2 separate regions of the Sus scrofa genome follow, and region 2 is linked to region 1. Evidence: chromatin contacts called from public HiChIP or PLAC-seq data. All regions are on one chromosome and are shown on one strand. The core of a region is the stretch at or near the end of the contact, and the rest is flanking DNA. Distances in the headings are between cores, read along the strand shown. Region 1 holds the start of CEBPD (CCAAT/enhancer-binding protein delta). Region 2 holds the start of SCYL3 (protein-associating with the carboxyl-terminal domain of ezrin).

Region 1 (7,034 bases), core at 3,635-6,134:
CCAGGGATCGAACCCACATTCTCATGGATCCTAGTCGGGTTCATTTACTGCTGAGCCATGAAGGGAACTCCAGATTTTCCTGTCTCTTCAGGGTTTGTTGTTGATGTTTTCTTTGGAATACCATTTGTTTAGTGACTTTTTTAGAACTATTCAATCACAGTATTCTTTGTTATGTGTGGCCATTTAAATGTTTCACCAGCTTAGTTATCAGTTTGTGTTTTAATAGTTACCTAAAATGCCATAGGCTGCTATACCCATTAGTTTTGCTCTAACATGCTTTTTGTAAATGATTAGTGCTACCCCTTGCTCTGCCTCTCAGGACCTGTGGCAGGTCCAAGCATACAAACTTTGTTGAGAATAGAGTCTATATTGCTCCCTCTGGCACTAGGACCCTGCAACAGGAGTTCACACTGCTGTTCTCATGACCAGCATCCACCCAGAGAGTGCAGGACAGCAAGAAAGACATTTGAAATGCCACAGAACTTTCTTATTGCAATGCAGCGGCTTCTTTTTTCATTAGGCTTTCCTCCAGTTGTTGGAGGTTTTAGACTCCAGAATTCCATGGAAGTTGATTCTCAGGGGTTTGCTTGCAGTTATTATGGAGGGATGGAGCTATACACCACCATTCTTAGCCAATTTGCTCCTGCTGTTTTTTAAAGGTACTCTTTTGTACTCATATCAAGAACTCACGTATTTCCACTATGGCTTAGTGGTTTAAAGTTCTGGCTTGTCTCTGTGGAGAAGCCAGCTTGATCCCTGGTGCAGCGCATGGGTTCAGGATCTGGCTTTCCTGCAGCTGTGGTGTAGGTCTGAGCTCCAGCTCTGATTTGATTCCTAGCCTGGGAAATTCCATATGGCCTGGGGGTGGCCAAAAAAACAAAAACAAACAAAAAAAAAACTTAATCTCCTCTAAACTTTGATTTTAATATCACTCTTATGCATCTGTAACCAGGAAAATATAAGCCAGTTATTTTGCTTAAGATATCCCTAAGTTTTTTCATTTTCACTGTTTGCCTCCTCTGAATCACTTTTTTTTTTTTTTTTTTGTCTTTTTAGGGCTGCACCCTCAGCATACGGAGGTTCCCAGGCTAGGGGTTGAATTGGAGCAGTAGTCGCTGGCTGACACCACAGCCACAGCAATGCCAGATCTGAGCCACGTCTGTGACCTATACCACAGCTCATGGAAACGCTGCCTGATCCTTAACCAAATGAGCGAGGACAGGGATCGAAACTGTGTCCTTGTGGATGCTAGTCAGATTCATTTCTGCTGAGCCATGATGGGAACTCCTGAATCAGTTTTAAACTCAGTCATTGATGTTTGTAATTTTTTACAACATTCTCTCTGTTCCATCCAGAGAGGTGATGACACAGACCTTATAAGACCACTCTTCACTATCATCCCCAGGATCTCACTCCCAGGCTCTAACACTCCTATGCAGGCAATGGCAAATGTCATAACTGATACCTTGGCCAATGGTGATTGTCATATGCATCCTAGTTTCAACAAGATAGAAAAAATGTGCATCCAATAACTGGGATGTATTTTTTCTTAGAAACCAGAGTGGAAATGATTAATTGGGCTAAAACAAGGCACAGAGAGTAACAGAGAGGTGTCATTTTAGTAGGGCTCTAGGAGATGGAAAGATCTTACTAGACGTAGCAGAGGAAGAACCATTGGCATTGCACCTGGGCCTATGCAGGACTGTAAGGTTTTCAGAGTTGAGTCAGGCATCAGTTGCATGCAGTGGGACATGGATGTAAAGAAGTGAGCAGTGGCTATTCACACTTGGAAACAAACCCCATTCTCTTGGCAAATAGCCCTTCAGAAGATTCTAAGGAACAAAGTAATGTGATGGCAAATTCCTCTTTAAGGTATCTTGGCAGCCACCTGAAGAACAGGCTGGGTGGGGAGAAGAGGTTGCAAGAGTGCAGATCTGCCAACCCTTCCTGGGTAAGTGGTTGTGACGGACATGCCACTAAGGTGGCAGGGGAGCTGGGGTGTGCCGGGCCGACAGGTATGGGCTGAGGGAGTCTGAATCCATTTGACAGGAATATAAGATGGGAAGGAAAATTGCTTCTCCCTGTGTTTTATTACTGGGAACATGAGCAAGTGTGTGCCAGGTGGGACACCTGACTCATAGAATCAAATACCTATTCTTAGCTCTGGCTACTTTGTAATCTGTGGGCTCTGTCTCTTAATGTGAGACAGAGTAATATGTTCACTCCAGAGGGTGAAGTAAATGCAGAATTCTTTCCCCATCACAGTAGAGCTCTAATAAAACACACAGCACTTAGCAGTGCCAGGGATGCATGACCCCAATTTCCACTGGCTTCATTCTTTTGGTCCCTAGAGTCCCTTTTACAAACAAATACATTGGGAATAAGGTTTATCCAATAAGTCTATATTTGTAACCACAAGACACATGAGAATATATCATACAGTTAAAATTATCCCTAAACCAGAAGGTGAACAAAAGTTATCTGATAGTTGAGAATCATCATCATCTGAAGAGGGCGCTAAAGTCACAGTTTCCCTCTTTTTGACACTGGCACTGCTCAAAAATATTTTCACTTTTCCAAACTTTAATTTGGAGAACTGTTCTTGTCCCATATCTTGCACCATATGAAACATCCAAAAGTGATCCCTCGTGAGGATTGAGGTATATTCTGTCTTATGATGGGGCAGCCCAATGTCCTATACAGTGCTATACAGCTAAAGCACATCCAGGCATGTACAGCCTCTAGAATTCTGAAAGGATGGAATATGTTTAGAAAGTCCAAGTGAAGTGGGCTGCATCTGAACAACTCAACTGAGCTCAACATAGCAATGCCCGCATAAACATGGGGGAATCCAAGGATCCATTTTTAAGGAATGCTTTCTAACCTGGCCGCTTCCTTTTGACAACTCTACTCAGAACACTACAGCTTGGAGTTCCCATCGTGGCCCAGGGGAAACGAATCTGACTAGGAACTATGAGGTTGTGGATTCCATCCCTGGCCTCGCTCAGTGGGTTAAGGATCTGGCGCTGCTGTGAGCTGTGGTGTAGGTCCCAGACGAGGCTCAGGTCTGGTTTTGCTGTGGCTGTGATGTTGGAGGGCAGCTGTAGCTTTGATTCGACCCCTAGTCTGGGAACCTCCATATGCCACAGGTGTGGCCCTAAAAAGCCAAAAATAAATAAATAAAAATAAAATAAAAATACTACAGCTTCAAGATCCCTAACAATGAGAAATGCAGTAAGTGGAGACATTCAAAAAATGACTGTGAACTACTATCAGAGAGCTATATTGTTATACTGCATTTTTAACAGTCTTTCACTTGTGTTCAATGTCATAACAAATCTATACTTTGCTGGCCTATGACCTCTCCTTTCTCTATTTCTGAAAGAGGGAAGAAAATTCTTAAATCTAGAAGTTATCATTGGGATTTCCCACTCTGGCACCATGGAAATGAATCCAACTAGTATCCATGAGGATGAGGTTCTATCCTTGGCCTCACTCAGTGGGTCTGGGATCTGGCGTTGGGGTGGGCTGTGCTGTAGGTCGCAGATGTGGCTTGGAGCCCATGTGGCTGTGGCGCAGGCCAGCAGCTGTAGTTCAGATTGAACCCCTAGCCTGGGAACTTCCATATGCCACAGGTGCAGACCTAAAAAAAGGTTTTAAAAATAAAAATTATCATTAATTACTGGTTAATACATTTAAAAAATATGAGGATAGCATCTTCCAAGCTCAATCCCAATCTGACATCTGGATGTACCAATCATCTCGCTGAATTTTTTTTTTTATGAGAATATGGTTCTTTGTGCATTCCCTCCCTGGAGAAGTCTTTGGTAACGTTTTTATGGCTTCTGAAATACATGTTTTTTTGGGGGGATGTGCATGAACCACACTCTATGTGTTCCTAGGTTTTACCCTTAATAGGTAATTATAAGTGTGAGATCTATATCATGTCCCTGGAGTAATTCTAGCGCATTATGTATGTCCCTCTAGAAAGCCTACTCAGTACCCTATGGTGTGTTTTCAGAAGTCACCACTGGAATTGACTGCAGACACTCCAGCGATAGTTCATGGAGCGCTGTAGAGCTTGTGGAACGTTGAGTGTTGGGACAAGAGGAAACGAGAAAGGTTGTGGATGAAGGCCAGGTCTGAACAGGGTCTGTGGTGCAAAAAATGGAATTGACCTGAAATGCCTGTCCAAATTGTAGGAAACGCAACAAAACCAGTTCAGTGTCTTTTTCCTGCATTTTACAACCCGGAAAGCGAACATGTTAATACCTTACCAACGTTTTCTTTCTCCTGAAAGGGACCCACCCCACTGCTCTGGATCCAAAGGCACTTCTTTTTTGGAATATTGAATAGAAAGAATCCGGCCTAAAAAACTGAAGTAAGAAACCACCGCAAGATGGCACTGCTCTAGTGGACCAGGAAGCAGCGCCAGGGGTGCCGGGCTCGTGGGGCAGGGAGTTGGTGGGGTTCGCCCGGGGCACTGAGTTATCTAGAAGCTCCGAGCTCGTGGGGCTTGCGGGGTGCAGGGTTCAAAATAGCTTCCCCTGGCCCCAGGCCCGCGGGGTTTGAGAGCGACCCCACCCACCACCCAGGAGCCAGCGGAACGCCGCGGGGCAGCGTCGCGATCCTCCCCCATTCCCCATCTCCTTGATCGGGAAGCACCAAGACCCAAATTCCCTGAAGCTGCGAGGCAGCGCCCCCGTGCAGAGTCCCCGCCGCCCTCCGCTCTGGTTCCGCCCCGGTGCCGCGGGAGCAGAGGCCCCGACCCACCAGCAGGAAGGAGGCGCGGCCGAGGGAGGGTCGTTCCCGGCAGCGCCGCGCGGGCCGGGCCGGCGGGCAGGAAGCGCGGGGGAGGCGCTCGGGCGGGGGTCCCGCGGTCCGCGGCCGGGGCGGAGCGTGCGCGTCAGCCGGGCTAGAAAAGGCTGCGCCCGGACCGCCAGGGGACCGCGCTCGCTGTCGGCTCGACGCCGCCATGAGCGCCGCGCTCTTCAGCCTAGACGGCCCAGCGCGCGGCGCGCCCTGGTCTGCGGAGCCCGCCGCCTTCTACGAGCCTGGCCGCGCAGGGAAGCCTGGTCGCGGAACTGAGCCGGCCGCTCCCGCCATGTACGACGACGAGAGCGCCATCGACTTCAGCGCCTACATAGACTCCATGGCCGCCGTGCCCACCCTGGAGCTGTGTCACGACGAGCTCTTCGCTGACCTCTTCAACAGCAACCATAAGGCTGGCGCCCTGGAGCTGCTGCCCGGGGCCCCCGCGCGCCCTGCGGGCCCCGGCCCCGCACCGCGACCGCTCAAGCGCGAGCCGGACTGGGGCGACGGCGACGCGCCCGGCTCGCTGCTGCCCGCGCAGGTGGCCGCGTGCGCACAGACGGTGGTGAGCCTGGCGGCCGCCGCGCAACCCACGCCTCCCGCGTCGCCCGAGCCGCCGCGCCGCAGCCCCGCGCCCCCAGCGCCAGGGCCCGCACGCGACAAAGCAGCGGGCAAGCGGGGCCCGGACCGCGGCAGCCCAGAGTATCGGCAGCGGCGCGAACGCAACAACATCGCGGTGCGCAAGAGCCGTGACAAGGCCAAACGGCGCAACCAAGAGATGCAGCAGAAGCTGGTGGAGCTTTCAGCCGAAAACGAGAAGTTGCAACAGCGCGTGGAGCAGCTCACACGGGACCTAGCCGGCCTGCGGCGATTCTTCAAGCAGCTACCCGGCGCACCCTTCCTGCCCGGCGCGGGGGCGGCGGACGCGCGGTGACGCGGGGGGCGCGCGGACTGCGGCCGCAGTGCCTGGAGCTGCCTGGCCGGTCTGGGACTTGGACAGCTGTCGCGTGGACCCTAAGTTACTATGACGGCAGCTTCTCTACATCCTACCCCTAGGATGCAGCTAAGGTACATTCGTAAGAGACTTTTCGAGACTAGCCTTTGTACTGTAGATACGAAAAAAAGACTGAGCATGCTCACTTTTTTATATTGATTTTTACAGTATTTGTAAAAATAAAGATGCGTTAGACCCACCTTGATTCCTGCGCTCAAGGCCCTTCGGACCCGCCGGGGAGGGCGCGTCTGGCCGGCTTGCGCCCTGGGGCCGGGTTCCTGGAAGACCATGGCTTTGCTTCTCAAACAGGCCGAACTACACCTGAGGACTTGCGGGTTAATTTGAGGAGACCCTCTCAGGTGGAAGGCGCCCCGGGATCGTGTCAGAAACTTGCTGGAGCGCGCCCCACCTCGAGTGGGGGCTCCAGGGACGGGGAGAAAGAGGGCTGAGGTTATCCGAAAACGTCTGATTCACCTTGACTGTAATGGGATTTGCTTTCCCTTTGCTCAGTCTTGTAGACAGCTTTAAGTAGACTTCCAAGGTGTGTCAAGTACAGAAGTCACGTAGGAGATGAAAAGAAACAGTCACAAAGCTACTTAAAACCAGCTACCTTGCCAGTACTTGTAATGTTTCAACGCTTAATATGGACGAATAAATAAAGCCTTTCCCCCAAGAGTGTGGGTACTAGGCACCCTTTCTTGGTCTTGGCTGCTACATCTATATTATGTAATGAATTAACTGTGGCCTGTCATGATTATGTAGTCATAAGGGAGGAAATGCAAGATCTTTAGTGTCCAGAGATAATTAATCCGTGGTTTTACTTTTAAACTCAGATCTCTGCCAACACAGTGAAGGATAACTGAGCTTTCCCAGTTTCCATAATCTTGGCTCCGGCCCGGGCTGGGCCAGACTAACCAGACCTCTCAGTGTCTCTGTAAGGTAGCTATCGTCAGGTCAGTTACTCTACCTACACTTCATGAGAAAGTTTTACCTCTGACATAGTTCCCCAGAACACTTTACGAAAAGCACTGAACTGCAAAATGCTTAGGTTGGACACTGATTATGGAGAGCAGTGATAGCACAATAGAGGGCAAAGGTTTAAGCTTTGCAAGGTATTCTTTGGGGAAATGTTAAAGGAAGTACAAAAAAACATGCTGAATCATGGTAAAATTTGAACACTTTAAAATTACAATGGAACAAAATAATTTTTTCTACTATATTCCTGTCT
Region 2 (7,185 bases), core at 4,650-7,149, 1.3 Mb after region 1:
CTCAGTGGGTTAAGGATCCATCATTGCCATGAGCTGTGGTATGGGTCACAGACATGGCTCGAATGTGGCTGTGGTGTAGGCCAGCAGCTACAGCTCTGATTCGCCCCTTAGCCTGGAAACCTCCATATGCCACAAATGCAGCCCTAAAAAAAGACAAAAAAAATTATATAAATCTCCTTTTGTCCATCCTTGATTAAAAGAGAATCATGGCAAGTGATGTGCTCAAGCCCACTCATGAGAGTGATTCATACAGACTTATGAGAGCTGTTAAATGTTTCGGAGTTTTGTAAGCCAGCTTTAAACACAACCATTATTAAAAATTAAGTTATATAAACTCATAATTAAATTGATTATATTTTAAAAGGTAAGAACTCACCTCTTAAAACTTATTTTATTATACTGTATTATTATCTATACTCAGAGGTTATTTACATCTGTTACATCTCTATGATGGAAAGAGTATATAATGGTAGAGCACATCTCTTCCCAACTCCGCATTCAATGATGTCACATTGGTACCTTGAAGTGGGCCATGGTGGAGTATTCACAGTATAGAAATCAGCAAGGGCTATAAATCAAGGCTTTATATAATGTTTTGTTGATTGTCTAGACCTAAGTAATGAAGACCTTTAATGACAATGCAGTTGAAACTTAAATGTCCTTCTTGACTGTAGCTGTTACATTGTGATAGTATTGAGAATTGAGGAACTATTACTCTAGTATTCAGAAAGTATTATTTGATTCAGCATAGAATACAGCTCACTTCATTGATGAATGAATGAAATTCCAACATATTGGTTTTTTTATTTTCAATTAACTGTTAATATGAATGAAAATAGTAACCACTGTTCATATCAGAACTACACTCATTCATCAGTTGTAATCATAGGTTGACCATGAACACAAGAGCATGGCAAAAATCACTGAAAGTGTACTGTGAGAATCGACTGGCTATGTGGAGTCTACAATGAAGAATATTATATATTTCATTATTATACTTGTAAATTGTGTGCTGTATAGCTTTCATAACAATAAACTTCATAGTCTGTTAAATATTTACCAGCACCTCATGAATAATGGATGAAGAATCTTACATAGAGAAATAGTAATCTCTAAATTCATTTGTTAAAATGTTGTGTTGTGTTATACTTGTTTTTCTCTGTGCTATACAGCCAAACAAGTATTACAACCTGATGAGGCCATGATGCCCAAGTCGTTATTTCCTATCTGGACCTCTCCAATGACTCTTCAGATCTTTATAGCTGTTGACCAAACTGATAGCCCCACTTGGATGTTTAACAGGTTCTGCAAACTTGTTGTGGTTTTGCCATGTCCCCAAGTGCTTGAGCCAAACCAAGGCAACAACCTTGATCGCTTACCTCACTTCCATCAACTCCATGTTTTAGTGGACTCGGTCTGCCGAAACAGAATACCATAGACTCGGGGCTTAAACACCAGACATTTATATCTTCCCAGTTCTAGTGAGAGCTCTGTTCCTTAAACACACCCAGCTAGTTCCTGCTGTGGGAATTTTTCAGTTGCTGTCTCTGTGCCAGGGATGGTTTACTCTCAGATCTTCATAAAACTGACTCCTTGTCACTCAGTGTTCAGATGAAATATTACCTTTTCATAGAGGCCTTCTTTGAAGGTCCATCTAATGTAATTCCCTTTCCTCTCCTGCCCTCCCTCAATCCTGCTGCTCTCTATCACATTAGGGTGGTGGTATTGCATAGTTGTGAAAAACATTAATTCTGTAGGCAAACTTCTCTATGCCATTACCAGCTGTGTGACTTTAGTCAACTTACCTAACCCCTCTGGGCATCAGTTTCCTCATATGTAAAGTGGGACTGATGTATTACTTAAATGAATTAAGATGTGTAAAGTATCTAATACACAATAAGTACTCAACACATGTTAGCTGCTATTATCACCTTGTTTTATTTTTTCATAGAATCTATCGTTACGTGATTTATTTATTTATTTATATGCTAATTGCCTCTCTCTCCCCTTCTCACCACCCCATCCCCACCTCCCTCCAAGATGTGAGGTCTGTGAGAAGAGGAAATTTATATTGCTTTGTTTGTGGGTGTTCCCTTGGTTTTTAGAGCAGAGGCTGGCACATAATGAGCACTTATGAAGTACTTGCTGACTAACCAGATGAATGAGGAGCAAACGTCAGAAAAGCAGCAGAATAACCAGGGCCATGTAGAGTTGTTTAGTTCATGTCCAGCTTTGCACACAGTATGCAGTGGTGGTGGGGCAGGACACTTTGAAAAATGAAAATAACATTCCCAACACTAAGCTCTAGCACTTCCTCGATCACTTAAAAAAAAACAAACAAACAAAAAAACAAAAACAAAAACAAAAACAAAAACAAAAAAAACCTTTGAGTTCTTGTCGTGACTCAGTGGTGACAAACCTGAATAATATCCATGAGGATTCAGGTTCAATCCCTGGCCTCGCTCAGTGGGTTAAAGATTCTGTATTACCATGAGCTGTGGATCTGGCTGAGATCTGACGTTGCTGTGGCTGTTGTGTATGCTGGCAGCTGCAGCTCCAATTGGACCCCTAGTGGATGTGGCCCTAAAAAGCAACAAACAAACAAACAAACAAAACTTTATTTGGGTCTCTCAAAGAACCCACTTTCCTGAAATCACTGTATCTTCTTCCTTCCTTTCCCGGTGATCAGCACAGTGCGTAGCTCAGAAAAGATGTGTCTTAAATATCTGTGGTGTGAACTGAAGTTTGTCACTTGCCATCGGCCTCTACATGGATTAAATTATGAGCCACCACAGCTGCTTACCCACAGCACCTCCTGAACAGAGCTCAGAGTGGACACCAGGAGTGATGCCCTCTGTGCTCTGGGAAAACTGGAAGAACAGGTCTTCAGATAGTCAGATATTTTTAGGAGAAGGTTTTATGTGCCCAATTCTTGCATCTCCTCATATCTAGAGAAAGACTAAAATCCTTCATGGTGATGTCTGCTCCTTGTGACTGGTGGTAACCTTCAGGAGATCAGCAACAAATATTTGTAAAATATGTGTATGGCTGCGTGCACCTCCCCTCACCTTTATCACATCCCTATATTCCCCCTTTTCCTCCTTGGGTGGTTTCAGCCCAGTCAGTAGTTAAGGATAAAAAAACGATGTCGGGGTCATCTGCAAACGCAGTCTCCTCCAAGGGTGAGAGGCAGTGAGTCCTGCAGGCTATGAAAACTCAGGATACTGGCCCCAATAGCAGAGGTACATATCAAAGGAACGATTTCAGTGAGCCCAGGCCTCTTTTGTTCTTGCTCCCCGCCCTTTGTAACAAAAACTCCTATAAATCCTAGCTCCTCCCTCAGTGCCACTGAGCAGTTTCTCAGAGCTACCTGAGGTGCTGTCTCCCAGGCTTAAGTCCTAATTTTGCCCCAAATAAAACTTAACTCTCAACTTCCAGCACATTTTTTTAAAGTCAACAGTGGAATAAACATAGTCTGTAACATAAGGCTGTAAGTTCTATAGCATTTGTATAGTGTTTACAGTTTACAAAGGCCAATATTCCTCACAACATGGGTGTCAGGCCATTTGTGGTCAACTTTAAATTTCTTCAGCACAGACAGGGTAATATTCTGTGTGGGTTAATTGGTTGAAGCTATGCCCTAGAAGTAGCTAGCATTCTAGTTATCAGGAATCCACATTCCGGGAGTACTTAACTAGCATCATACCAGAAAGGCCACATTCCAGATATGTAGCTACAAATTACTTTAGTCAGCTTGACATTCGAAGACTCTAGATGTTTTGTTAATTATCATAGTGAATACCAGAAATGGCTTTTTATTGGCAAAAATATTGAGGCAGAAGGTTAACTCAGGTAGTCAGTGTAGGAGCATGGGCTTTGATGCATTCTTTGATATTGCCATTGATTAACTTTTGTGGCTTAAGGGTTCCAGGGAGTAACACTTCCACAGGCTTTGTTTTATTATAAGAAATGAGCGTTCCCCGCTGGCTTTGTTTAATATAGAAAATGCAGATCTCTAGCCCACTCCTCAACTGATAAAAGAGGAATGAGAGGAGTTCCCGACGTGGCGCAGTGGTCAACGAATCCGACTAGGAATGATGAGGTTGCGGGTTCAATCCCTGGCCTTGCTCAGTGGGTTAAGGACCTGGCATTGCCGTGAGCTGTGGCGTAGGTCACAGATGTGGCTCCGATCCTGCATTGCTGTGGCTCTGGTGTAGGCTGGTGGCTACAGCTCTGATTAGACCCCTAACCTGGGAACCTCCACATGCCTCGGGAGCTGCCCTAGAAAAGGAAAAAAAAAAAAAAAAAAAAAAAAGGAATGAGAGGAATTGTAAAAGAAAAGGACAAAAGAAAACAAAACAACCCACAGAACTTCCAGGACATTTCCAACCCCCAAAGCCCTACTGGACAAGGACTGCTATAGGTACTTGAATAAGGCCAATGAGGGAAAACCACATTTTTCTGAACCCCACTTTGGTGCCTCTCCCCACCTTTAAGAGATAAAAACCCCTATAGGACAATAGAGAAAGGGGGCTCTTCTCTCCCCTCCCAGCAACCCTGGGAGCGATCAGCTTTCCTTTAATAAAGACATTGATTGCTGCCTGTGTGTTCCTGGAGGTCATCCTTCCACCACCTTGAACGAGAACCCGGATTCCAGTATCATCTTTCTGGCACCAGTATCAGCTTATTAGTTATGATGAATACTAGAGATGAGGTCTCAGAGAATGATCTCCACTCCTGAATAAACATGGTCTAAAAATTTGAGTCCTCAGCCTTTAGAGATGCCATCTAAGGTTTCATCTCTATTGGTCCTGGAAGATTTCTGGTTGCCAGATGCTGAGAATAACTATGATAACAGAATCCTACCATAACAGAATCCTACCTCTGCAGCCCTCTACTTCTGCTTCTCAACTTTCTAGAATGGCACCCCCCATACTATAGTTGCTATCTATAAGTGACTTTTGAGCACTGAAATATGGCTAGTTTAAATTGTAAAAAATACACATCAGATTTTAAAGACAGTACAAAAAATGTAAAATATCCCATTAATAATTTTTTATTATATTTTAACACCTATCTTCTGGATAGGTGTTAAAAAAAGGCAAAAAAAAAAAAAAAAAAGGAATGAGAGGAATGGTGAAAGAAAAAGACTAAACAAAACACCTATCTTCTGGATAGGTGTTAAAATATAATATTAACTTCACCTCAGAGTTTTTACTGTTTTTAATGTGGTTACTGGAAAATTTAAAATGACGTATGTGACTCAAATTGTATTTCCATAGGACAGTGCTGACGTAGGACAGAGCTCGATCTTCAATAACTTAACAGGACAGATAAAATACTATTTGTGTCTACTTTCTAATAAATACTCATTTCTGAATAAGGGACAAAGTTTGGTCTGATATTTGCTTTTATTTAATCGGGTAAAGAAATTGTGGGGTCCTTGTCCATATTGCTATAGACCAAAAAGAATTAAAAATTTTTAGGTGATCAAATGACTTAGCTGTCAACTGTTAGGTAGTAGAAACGTTAAAAACCAGCGATGATAATAACTACTACTAAGTCACATGCAAGATAACAGAAAAAAACTTGGTTGGAATCATGTAGTTTTAAAACTATCACGTATATTCTTTATTCCACAACACGCTATTAAGTAGCAACGATTAATATTAATAATAAGTACTATTAAGAGTCCTAACTTGACTCCTTGCAGAATTAACTGTAACTTCGCATCTTCTGCCTGAAAGGCTTCAGCGGCAATCACATCAACCTCCGCCAGCTTCAGCCGCGGACCCGCGCTACTCGGCCCACACAGCACAGCCAATCAGGGCTTTGGGGTGAGCTACGTCACTCTTCCGAAAGTCCTCTCCAATTTCCACAGTGCTCCTATTCTCCGCCCGCCTCTTTCCTATTTGTCCAAGGCGGCGGCGGACGGCCATTTTAGATTTGGGCGGAAATGCAGTTCAAACTGTGCGGTTAAAAGCCTGAAAATTAAAATCAAGCCATATTTGCACGTTAAACTTAAGGCCCAAGAAAGCAGTCACCTTCACGGACTAACTAGGCCGCGGGCACAGAGAGTGAACGGCGGAGTCGGCACCGGCGCCCACACTCAAGATGGCACCAGCTTGAGAATCACCCTCGCGGCCGCTCTATCTCGGTTCCGGGTTCCTTCGCTTCAGTGGTGGTGTTGGAGGGCTGAAGGCTGGCATTCTATCCGGCTTCCGGACAGTCTCTATGGTGCCGGAGGGACCAGACCTCAGAAGATTGTGGGTGTAGTGGCCAGAGCGTCACGGGGGAGGTGAGGGTGGTTGGTGTCAACAGGGGGCGAAGAGGGGACCGGAGCCAAGACCCTCGCCCGCCTCCCCCGCCGCCCTCCCGCAGGTAACAGGGAGCCCCACGCGGCGTCCTCCGTCAGTGCGGGCCTGGGCCGCGGGGGAGGGGGCCGGGCCGGGTGCGAGGCGGTGGGCGCGCGCGCCCCGATCTCGGGTCCGCGCTTGGGGCCCGCTCGGGGGCGAGCTCGGCGCGGCGCCGCTGCCGGTTGAGCTCTGCACTCCGGCTCCGCGCAGCCTCTCCTTGCTGAATGTGGGGCGCCCTGCTAACCTGGGCTTCCCGGGCGACCCCCGCCCGGTGCGGCGCTGGCGGCCGGAGCTTTCGAAGGAAGCGAAGGAGTTTCGCCTCGCGGGCAGGTGTGGAAGGTGAGGGGCCAGCGTCACAGGACTGCCGCCCCTGCCCCTCAGTGGTCCCGAGGAGTCGCGGTTGGACCCCCGCTCCCCTGCCCCAGCCCCCTGGCCGCCCTCCTCGCAGCGGGCAGGGCGAGTGTGCGCGGCGGGCCGGGACTGTGCCGGAGGCTGCGTGGCCAAGCCGCGGGAGCCTAGGGTTCCCCGCGCTGGATGCTGCCTTCATTTTCGATCCAAGACCAGTGCCAGGCCCCCAGAGGCCAGTTGGCTCCTGTCTTTGGGTAGTGCTTTTTGTTAAGAATAAAGATGAAACATTTCCCGGAAAATCATTTATAGGAAACCATGTGAGTCCTGAATTTTGGAATCCCTGTTACTATTTTTAAGTATTTTTTTATGCATACCCACATAACATCCCATGTCTTAGCTGAAATCATACGTAGTTCTTTTGGTCCATAAAGGCTTCATTATGTATTGCTGGACTGAGTTTAAGGAATGTATATGTGAAAGA

What was found. HiChIP or PLAC-seq counts read pairs in DNA pulled down with a chosen protein or histone mark.
Region 2: a contact with region 1 is called in an H3K27ac HiChIP or PLAC-seq map of alveolar macrophages. The contact joins the promoter of SCYL3 here to the promoter of CEBPD in region 1. A contact is called at or near these places in 2 of 5 promoter capture datasets (fetal skeletal muscle and liver), 1 of 47 Hi-C or Micro-C datasets (heart right ventricle) and 2 of 2 datasets of contacts at active chromatin or transcription factors (alveolar macrophages and skeletal muscle).

Annotation. Positions count from the first base shown.
Region 1 is chr4:79,867,979-79,875,012 of Sscrofa11.1, forward strand. CEBPD (CCAAT/enhancer-binding protein delta) reads left to right here and starts at 4,885. Exons shown (of 1, transcript XM_005663091.2): 1 at 4,885-6,503. The coding sequence starts at 4,976. The coding sequence ends at 5,746. It overlaps SPIDR (DNA repair-scaffolding protein), which reads right to left. Exons shown (of 20, transcript XM_021090636.1): 20 at 6,959-7,034.
Region 2 is chr4:81,128,136-81,135,320 of Sscrofa11.1, forward strand. It overlaps SCYL3 (protein-associating with the carboxyl-terminal domain of ezrin), which reads left to right and starts at 5,900. Exons shown (of 14, transcript XM_001927973.6): 1 at 5,900-6,381.